Linked DNA regions of Bicyclus anynana: region 2 is linked to region 1. The links are chromatin contacts, called in public Hi-C maps. All regions are on one chromosome and are shown on one strand. Each heading gives the region's core, a stretch centred on a gene start, on an enhancer-like site or on the middle of the called end of the contact. The rest is flanking DNA. Distances are from core to core; before and after follow the strand shown. Region 1 overlaps LOC112047339 (four and a half LIM domains protein 2). Region 2 overlaps LOC112047339 (four and a half LIM domains protein 2).

Evidence for each region. A called contact is a pair of places that touch in the nucleus more often than the background predicts.
Region 2: a Hi-C map of whole larva shows a contact between it and region 1, with 6 times the contacts expected there. The contact joins two enhancer-like sites. A contact is called at or near these places in 2 of 2 Hi-C or Micro-C datasets (whole body and whole larva).

Annotation. Positions count from the first base shown.
Region 1 is chr7:1,467,219-1,472,640 of ilBicAnyn1.1, forward strand. LOC112047339 (four and a half LIM domains protein 2) reads right to left here. Exons shown (of 12, transcript XM_052882721.1): 3 at 3,725-3,872; 4 at 2,448-2,661; 5 at 1,808-1,911; 6 at 1,479-1,622. Among protein-coding and RNA genes, the nearest start is that of LOC128198288, 31 kb to the left of the region's middle. Within about 2 kb of position 2,588, at least 8 of the 8 cell types and tissues checked have open chromatin away from gene starts, as enhancers often do.
Region 2 is chr7:1,524,515-1,529,936 of ilBicAnyn1.1, forward strand. LOC112047339 (four and a half LIM domains protein 2) reads right to left here. Exons shown (of 12, transcript XM_052882721.1): 2 at 85-170. Among protein-coding and RNA genes, the nearest start is that of LOC112047341, 30 kb to the right of the region's middle. Within about 2 kb of position 2,832, at least 6 of the 8 cell types and tissues checked have open chromatin away from gene starts, as enhancers often do.

The DNA of each region.
Region 1 (5,422 bases), core at 1,338-3,837:
AATCTCCATTTAAAATTGCCACTGACTTTATGAAAAAATATTCGTATGCGGAAATAATGTCGCTGCTATGTCCAACGTTTTCATGTATGTAGATTTACTTCTTCTCCATGGAGTATAATATATTCTTTGGTGCTGTGTTAATAAAGATACACATTTATTTTATTTATAAGCCACAAAGGACACAAATATTAAAATTAAAAAATATGTACATAATTATCGACAAGTTATAATTTCATGTATCTTTCCCGTCTCTTCAATTCATAGACAATCTAGCATTACGAAATGTCAAATTCGCAACATTTTCGTTAATCTGTAGAAATAAAACTTGTTGTGATTTCGTTTTTAGTGAAATAAATGTGATATAATAGTTAATTACAAGCAGTTTTTATGTAATTCACGGTGTGCGCGTTAAATGAAGTGATGTGTATATAAATGATTTAGTTTAAACGGACGGTTTGTGAGAAATATGTGAATGTCGTGACGACGGATCTTTGTTTACCTTTTTTGCCATGTAAGGAAAAAAATGGTATAGAGATGTTTGTTATTCGTTCCACCACTGAAACGAACTTGAATATTCTTTCACCAATGGACAACTACATTATTGGCGAGTAGCATGTGCTACATTACATCCCCGTATTCCTACAGTGACAGGAACTATACGGTTGAAACCCCAGGGCATCTTATACTACGAGTACATAAGCACTTGTCGTTTGTATGGAATAATACAAAAGCGTCCAAGTGACAATACCTACAAGGTAAATACATGCTCGTATTATTAATTACTCGTTGTATGAGTCAGGAGTTGATTCCGCTATTTGGCGCTTAGACAATCATGTGATAAGTAGGTAACCTAACTACCTACCTAATTATAATACATATTTGTTATGACACTAAACTTCAAGTCTACCATGAGATGCCAAAAAATATGAATAATATGTACTAAAATACAGCGATGGCTAGATCTTCCTCTTTTTATAAAAGTTCATACTTCCATAGATAAGTATGGTAGGGATGATGACAGTTTTTTAAATTGTATATAAATTAAGAGAATGCTAATAGTAAAGCAAAGTATCTGCGATCATTACTTTCGGAGCTACAGGGATTTAAAGGGTCAGATTTGCGGCGCTGCTGATTAAAGCCGCGGGTATTTTCTAGTAAAATACATGTAAACTGTACGTAAACTTAGTGATAAAGACGTCTGAAATTGTCTACATTAACCTTAAAAAAATTTAAATATTATAGACAGAAATTCTCCTTCCGATAACGCCATTACCGCAGATAGGTACATAAAGTTTTTTCAACTCTATGTTACTCTACTATAGAAGCTCCATACTCCTTGTAGATGTAGCTATAAAAAAATATCTTAAAGGTAGTATTTTCCAATGTGTTTCAAAACTAAGTGACTATAAGCTGAGGTTAAGCACTTTTGTAAAACTTTCAGTACTTGAACAGTTTTCAGAAAACTATCTAGAACTTACCTCATCACAGGAGTGGCACCTCGGCTTCAACCTCTCTCCATAGTGTCGGACACAGTACAGGTGTCCATCCAAGGCACAGTAAGAAAGCTCCACCAGGAGTTCGTCGCATTCGGAGCATGTAAAGCACGCTGGGTGATAGAATGCCTAAAAAAAAAAAAAAAAGTATAGCGCCATCTAGTGTCGAGTAGCAGAACTAAAAATCGTATTTTTGTAGTGAACGCCATCTAGTATCAAGGTGCAGACCTAATAATAATCATGTAGCAAAGCTTCAATTTATCCATAGATGGCGCTCATAGTTTAGTGCACAATATTTAAGCAATATTACCTACCTCTTCACTAATTCTTGGAGCCTGAATAGCAATGTTTCCATTACGAATAGCTTTATTGCATCCTATACACTCCACGGACGGACCATGATGTTGACAGGCATTTCCTGTAATAAAATTTACAATATTTTAAAGAAACATTTTAATTAATATTATTCATTCTAGTTATACAACTAAGATATTAAAACATACATATTAAGTTAACAAAAAGGACCGTACCTACTGTGTAACTTGGTTTTTGAGTATATGAAGATTGTAGGTATACCTAAGTATGGAGATGGATATTAAAGTCAATATTGTCACTAACTTTAAAACTATTTAAAATAAATATTTGTAATATATCTAGTAAAAACAAAAAAAAATACTTGGCTCACTAATAAGACAAGCAGGTCATCTCTTCCCAGATGAGAATCCAGGTACGAGCCTCGAGACTTAGTTATCTTTTAAAGAAAACATTTTTAACGGGTAAGGGTAAGGGTCATGTTCTTCAAACCCCTTATGAGGCTTGCGACCTTCTTGGGTCGTCTTGGGTGTCACACCAGGTACTCGGTGCGTACTAATAGTGCTCGCTATCCTGCGCTACGCGGAAATAAGACAATTGTATATTCAACTACTGTACGCTAGATGGCGCTGTACAACATACCGATATCTAACGCAATCTCATTACGGGCGGCTACGAAGTCCTCAAACTGTTTCCTATGAGGCTCATCTATGTTATTGCACTGCGTCAGAGACAGATCCTGCCTGGGCAACTGGTAGGCCAAGGCTCTGGTCCTCCAAGCGCGCCAAGCGGCCGGCCCAGTGGCGCCACCTACGTTAGGCGCCCGCTCGGCCAAGGCAGCCCAATATAGTTCGGTCTGCGAAAGATTAAATTAATTACAGTCAGTGATGCTTTGAAATATGCTGTAAATTTAGAAATTTAGACGTTAATTTATATGGTGTTTAGCTTAAAATACATTCGGTATAAGCAAAGTTTAGTACGGAGTTTCAATGATTTAGGTGTATGAATTAGTCTGATCTAAAACACTGGGTCAGTACAAAATACATAACTGTATGTATGTACTTTTAAAGTGTGTATTAAATTATAGTAAATTAATTACCTAATTATTATTTAATTGCACACTGCAGTTTGATTTATTATTTACGGTATATTATGAAAGACTTCATTATTAAACTATTAATTACGCTATAAAATATAATGAACCTATAAAATACCGTCTATGCTTAGTAAGTTTTTATGACTTTCAAAAGTGTTAAGCGATCTTAACTGAAATATGTTTATTCGTTAATGTGTTTTTATAGTAATAGTTGCCGAGACATGCAGATGGCCTGATGTTTATGGTCTAGTTGTAATTTTATGTTATCTGTGTTTCTAACAGAAAAACACTTTGCTTGCAAGTTGCCATGTGCTCATCAACCTGAAAACAACTTGTTCCTGTGTCTACTTGTCATGAATTAAATGGGTTTTGATTTTTGAGTTTGAGTACCTAAAATACCCAATCTCTCCTGACCTGCTTGACTAAATTATACTTATAATTAACAATAACAACATTTTACTAATGGAAGAACAGTGTTTAAAATTAAGTTTTTAAAAAAATTAGGAAACGCACTGGCCACCCCTATGATTTTCTTTCTTTTTTTTTCTTTGATTTGTCCATTGTAATTTTTTACTATTTTTATTATGCCCGCTGTTATATTTTTGTGCTTTTATGTTATGTGTGTTATAACAGAAAAACACAGTGCAGTGCTTGCAAGTTGCCCTGTGCTCATCAACCTGAGAACAACTTGTTCCAATGTATACCTATCATTACAATGATTACATGGGTTCTTCTTCTTCCTTCTGGGCCGTTTCCGCACTTGGTCATTACATGGGTTTTGATTTTTGAGTTGGAATACCTAAAATACCCAATCTCCCCTGACCTGCTTGGCAGTGAGTCCGGGCGGGCTGTTGTCGTAGGCGATGTGTCCCCGGGTCTCGCGCAGGCCCAGCCGGTCGCGTACGGAGCCCAGCTCCTCGTGGTACACGGAGTGCTGGAGCCGGTCGCAGCCGCATGACTTGCAGGTCTTCCTGTAAACAAGATAATGTTTCCTTTAGTCATCAATCAATCAATCAATCAATCAATCAATTTTATTTTGCCAGAATATGGTACATTTACATAGGTCTTATATTATATTTTAACACATATCCTGCCATAGTTGGCGTGCAAAAGTTAACAGATCATACAAATTAATTTACAAATTACAAATTTACAAACAATAAAAATAAAACAAAGTTCAAATTAATTAATGTTAATATAAATGTCAATAAAAAATGTCAATATAAATGTCACTTTTATGGTCAATGTCCCTATTTAAGTTTTTCATTCATGTAATCATTGACGCTATAGTACAACTTTTTCATTAATAAATCAAATAATGTCTTCCTAAATTTATTTACAGCTAATTTTTTTATGTATTCAGGTAGGTGATTGAATAAAGTTACCGCCATGCAGTATACATTTTTGCTGGTAACTTTGTGCCTCTGCATAGGTATACATAGCTTGTATTTGTACCTGGTGTTCAAATTTTTTATTGATCTATAGCTTATAAATTGTTCTGGATTTTTTTTTACAAACATACACATTTCGAAAATATATAAGCTAGGTAGTGGCAATACTTTTAAAGATGTGAACAGGGGTCTGCAGCTGTGGAGCATATCCACACCGAAGAGTGCCCTGATACATTTCTTTTGTACTCTAAATGCTCTATCACAATCTACCGAGTTTCCCCAAAGTATCAGACCATATCTAAGCAGTGAAGACACATATCCATGGTAGGCCATCAGTGCGGCTTCGTGAGTAGTTGTTTGTTTGACACGTTTCAGAACATAAACAAACTTTTCTAGTTTACAACATACCCCATGGATGTGAGCTTTCCAGTTACAGAATTTGTCAATATTAATACCTAGAAATTTTGTTGATTCTATATTATTAATAACAATGTCATTATATTTGATATTAAGGTCAGTAGCAGTATTATTATATGTTTGAAAATGTATGTAATTAGTTTTATTTAAGTTGATTTGCAAGTTGTTGTCATTTAGCCAGTCTATTACTTTAGTCAATGAAATGTTAGCTTCTTTTTCAATGTCATGCTTGTTTTTACATTTAATGATCAATGTAGTATCGTCAGCAAATTGAATACAGTCATGAGATATCGCATCTGGCAAGTCATTAATATATATTGTAAACAATAGAGGTCCCAAAATACTGCCTTGGGGAACTCCAAAAGCATTATGTCTATATTTAGATAAAAATTGGCATCTTTTGTTCCCAACTGTCTTAGTAATCTCTACACATTATCAACCCAGATTCAGCTGAGCTCGAGTGTCCTCTAAGATTGAGAGATAGTCCACCATGCTGTCCCAATACGGATTGGCAGACTTCACATACGCAGAAAATTAAGAAAATTCTCTGCATCAGTCAGTGGCGTGCACAAGATTTTCAACTAGGGTAGGCACTATGCGTAAAAAATTATCAAAATGGAAAATTCCTTATTAAATACAGGTCCGTAATGAATCTTCAGGGTAGGCAGTGCATTTGTGCATGTATGAAGTGCACGCCACTGTATACAGGTGTC
Region 2 (5,422 bases), core at 1,582-4,081, 58 kb after region 1:
ATATGTACTCAACAGAACATTACGCTTATAAACATGACGTGAGTCATCTCTATTGTCATATTATACCTAAATATAAACACTCACCTCCAGGAGTGCGACACAAAGCCGGGGCACAGCTCGGGACAGTTGTCGCAGGGGCGACCCTCCGATACCTCTTTTATCCTCACGCCCTGCGAACAAAGGAAATCAGAATTAGAACCAAGGCCAAAAAATTATAACATACTGGCATTTACTTGCCGCATACCTACTTAAGATTATATTTTCATACTAGCTGACATCGCGCGGTTTAACCCGCGTGGTACCCATTCCCGTGGGATTACGGGGATAATATATAGCCTATAGCCTTCCTCGATATGGGCTATCTAACACTGAAAGAATTTTTCAAATCGGACCAGTAGTTCCTGAGATTAGCGCGTTCAATCAATCAAACAAACAAACCAACAAACAAACTCTTCAGCTTTATAATATTATAGATGAATTTGGTAATTTTTTTTAGTTTTTAACTTTGTTTGATGTTAATAAGCTCTCTTTAACTACCTATATTATTTAGTTTTTCTAATCTACTTGAATCGAAAATAATCTATTAAATCTGTTAACTATTATTATTAAAAAAGAAACATTCAATAACAGCCTGAGATATTGCTATTTGATCAATAATTCTTATAGAAGTATTTTTGAAGTAGTAAAACAGTTATTTTTTTTAATTAGTCTTTGGTTTCTCAAAAAAGCTTCTTTATACATATTACCATTAGTTTATTCAAAGCATCGATGTAACATCCGTTGAAATGGTTGCTTAAGTTGGATATGCCGTCTTTATCATAATCATTATCAGATATATCTGACAGTTTATCTTCCTCTGAATCACATTCACTATAACTGTCAGACGTGGACTCACTTTCGCGTTTTTGACCAAATAATTTGAATATGCCACGTTTTTCAACCCAAGATTCTGTCACTTCTTCTCTGAAGCTATTGGCTTTCTTTTGCTTCTTGTGAATTTTGAAAGGCACTTGTTTAAATCTTGGATGTGTTATGCACGGTTTTGCTTTTACTGTTCTTTTGTACAATTTCTCATAATCTTCCTCCGTGACCCCGCAATGATACAGAAGGTAGTCCTTTCTAATTTGTTCTCTTCCACCTAGATCTCTCCAACACGTTTCTTTCTCTTTGACTCCTAAGTAATAGTCTAAGTCTCTCTCTCCTAGATCACAACAATCATCGTCTTCACCTACTTCATCATTGTTTACTCCAGGTTGTTCGTTTGCCAGATTGTCCTCCACTATTCTAGCTAATAGATTATATTTCCGTGTATTCGGCATTTTTTTTAACAAGCTCGCTGTGTTAGTCGTTAAGAATTTGGTTGTTTTTCTGTAAACTGATGCGACGGATTCTCTTCTACGTTTCAGGTTGTACATGTTTATTCTATTCAGTTTACTCAGAGTAAAAAATGCCTTTATTACTAGCAAAACACTTTCCCAATTCATTTCAGTCTAGATTCCTTTTTAATTGACATAGTCACTTTATTTAATTGACAAAATTTTTCAGTTCCTTAAATTGTTTATACGAATTTTAATTGAAAGCAATTTTCAACTTTTTTTTTGTTTAGTGTGCAAATCTAAAACTTCTTTAAAAGAATATTTAGTTTACACACACAAACGTACTTGGTACCTACGTCATCTTAAAACAACATCCAAACCTAAACGGACTTTATGGAATAGATTGACATTATTACTTAGTAAGTAAAAACACGTTTTATTTATATTTATTAAGTGTTTCGATGTGTACAAATGTGAGACAATCCGAACACTGCACCATTACATCTATGTAAACTTCTTCCTGACACACGTTATTACGACTAATAACACAAACAAAAGGAAGTTTCGGAGGGTAGTTCGTGTTGCGGTGGTCGCGTCGGACTAGCGCCTTTTTATATTGTTACGATTCAATTGCGAAAGTGACGTGATAATGGTCACCTGTCTGTGGGCGTACGGGCTTTACACGACAATTATACGTCGACCCCCAATCACTAGCGATCTTAGCGGAATTGCAAAGAAAAGAATAGGTCTCGCCATAGTGGTTGAACCAGTGGGTGTGGAGACTTTACGATCATGCAAACAATAGGGCTAAATGGTGTCTATCGTAAATGGCTTGACAAATTGCAACACCCTCGGGCAGAATTGCTTGTTAAGTCCCTTGTTAGTGGTGGCGATTTGTTGTTGTCGTTCCTATTTCTGACCACTTAATAAAAAAAAAACAGTCAAAACAACGATGTCAACTTCCTAGACTAAACTTAATTAGGTAGTAGCCCAGGATCCGTGGAGCATTTTTACAATTGATTACTATCAATTTAATTTTCCGTGAGTATATAATAAGGCAATAAAAATTTCTGAGCGTCAGAAGTAGGTAATGTATTACGCAATTCGTAGGGCATTGACGCATTGTGGTTGCTAAGTTGTATAACTATTAATTAAGCAACTGTAAAAAATATCTGGTTAGTAAAGAAGAATCAAGAATTTTCGTAAATAAAAAAGTTGAGCGTCTCATCAAGATGAAGCTAATCACGGAAAATTAACTTGATATTAATCAATAGTAAAAATGCTCCACTGATCCTAGACTATAGGCACGCATTCATTTAGACAATTTGTAAAATTAAATTGAATGGTAGTAAAGTAATTCTTAAATGATGTTTTAGCGTTTTACTAATAAATGTTGTAGCTAATAGATTTATCGTAACCAATTTTTAATTAAAGTTCTTCATCATTCAGAAGATTTTAAAATTTGGTGCTGCCATCTACGTGTACCCTAGTGAACTATCTCAGTTGTCACAAATGGAAGGTTTGTTTCGAAGTTACAAATTTATGAATGAACCATAACTTTGTTCCGCCATCTAGTGGTGAGTAGTAACAATTCATACTTTTTAAAAATTATTTTAATTTCTTTTTGATCGTCTGAGTGTTTTGAACTTCTGAAATTGATTATTAAACTTCAGTCTACATATATATACCTTTTTAAAATACCCTGCCTGCTACCTACCTGCTAAATTAGAATGACGGACAAAGTTACTGAAATAACTAAACAAGTAGCAAAACTAAAGTTATAATTGGCGGGATACATATTTCTTGTTTTCAGTTGGTCGATCCTTCCTCCACTATGATAGACTTTTTTTTTATTGTAGGAGGATATCCTCATAGATGAAATCCAGGTATCCTGGATGACTATGTCTGACTTCACCGTTGAGTATTTGATACTCGGTGCCCTACTACTAAAACTTCCTACATTCGCCGACCGTCCTTCTCGGTACCGATGTAAACATTACTTCGGTTTAACATTATTACTTTTTTGGGATTATGAAGTCGGATCAATTTGTTTGTTAAAAATATTTTATTTTTCTGTTTTTAGTGTGTCTTAGACTCCTAGCATTTAATTTTCATAGAAATTGGTTTAGTAATTTTGGGTTAAAATGAAAATAATGAAATGACCCGTACTATGGCGCTTGGCAGTCACGGTACGGGAAATTTCGTTATTGTCATTTTAACACAAAATTACTAAAGCGATTTTCATGAAAATTAAATGGGACCAATCTGGAAGAATTTTTAACATACGCTTTGAATTGAGAACCTCCTCCTTTTTTTGAAGTCGGTTAAAAAGTGACACAAGAAGCCGCTGGTTACAAGTCTGAACGTACATTGGCTGATGTGAAGATAATGATGATGATGACCGCGCCTTGCCAGATATGCTCCGGCCCTAATTAGCAGTCATTATCATTATCTCGAGCCGTGATAGCCCAGTGGATATGACCTTTACCTTCGATTTGAAAGGCCTAGGTACAAATCCGGTCCGGGGCACGCACTTCCAACTTTTCAGTAATGTGCATTTTAAGAAATTAAATATCACGTATCTCAAACGGTGAAGGAAAAATATCGTGAGAAAACCTGCACACCAGAGAATTTTCTTAAATCTCTACGTGTGTGAAGTCTGCCAATCCGCATTAGGCCAGTGTGGTGGACTATTGGCCTAACCCCTCTCGTTGTGAGAGGAGACCCGTGCTCAACAGTGAGCCGAAAGTGAGTTGCTAATCTTGATGATCATTATCTCTGATGGATTATCTCCGTCCAGTGCTCTTGTGCCGACTTCCAAATACCACGGCCTTAGCCGGCATCCAATGCCTCCCTTTTTTTTCTAATAGTGTATGTAGGCTAGGCCGTAGGCTCCTTATGGGACCTCAGCGGCGTCACCGAGGGGTAAATGGCTCCCTGCAGCCTGCTTAATGATATAAGTCCACCTAGAGGGGTCAATATTTCATCACCTTGGCCACAGCCTTGGCATTCGAACCATCGATCGCTTCGAACTATGTACCACGGCCCATTGCAACTTCATTGCAACTGTTTCGGTTACTTTGTTTTTTTTTTGTATTTCATCACCAATTCGATCACGATATCGATGGAGCTGAGATGGATTGATCATCTTTGAGTCCAAAATTCCTCATTAGGTATCTGAAGATGAAAATTTTCGAACAGTGCGTGTTGCCAGTGATGACTTACGGATCCGAGATTTGGGCGCTAACTTCGGCCCTCATAAGAAGGCTCCAAGTCTGCGGGCGATGGAGCGAGCTCGGAGTTTCTCTGCGTGATCGAATCAGAAATGAGGAGATCCGCAAAAGAACACTAAGTCACCGACATAGCTCAGCTAGTCGCGAAGCAGAAGTGGAAATTCGCAACGCACAGATCAAAGAGCCGATGAACGTTAAGGTCCCAAGGAGCTGGAATGGCGACCCCGCACCGAAAAGTGCAGTGTTGGTCGACCCCCAACTAGGTGGACTGAGGACATCAAGCGGGTTGCAGGGAGCCGCTGGATGCTCGCGGCTCGAGATCGTTTTGTTTGGAAGTCCATACAAGAGGCCAATGTCCATGATGATGATGATGGTGATGATTATGATCGATTAAATTCGCAATTCCGAGCCTGCTTCATCAGTGAATTGGAGTCTTCTTATGATGCCCATATCTAGTTAGTTAACTACTCGTAATTGGGGGTATCAATTGAAAATCAAAATAATGACATCAGCATATTAAAACAGCTTTGTTTGCAGAATGAGTAATGTACGCGAGGTCGACCGCTCTAGGAGCACGCTGTATATACTTGTTTCAAGCTGAAAACATATGTTTTTTCCATTCATTACACTTTACAAACAAAATTACTCATATCGCAGCTTGCGTAATATAATCGGTGTGGTTCATGTCATAGGAAATAGCGTTTTTGTAAGCCTTACAGAAAATAGTAGATGTGTGTTTGTCTGCGTATTGTCAGCAATGATGTTAAATATTGATAGATGTGTTACTAGGTCATGAAAAATGAGGCGCTCAAAAGAGGAAATTTCCTCATTTTATGTTAGTTGTGTCAACAACGAACGTTACTTATACAAATG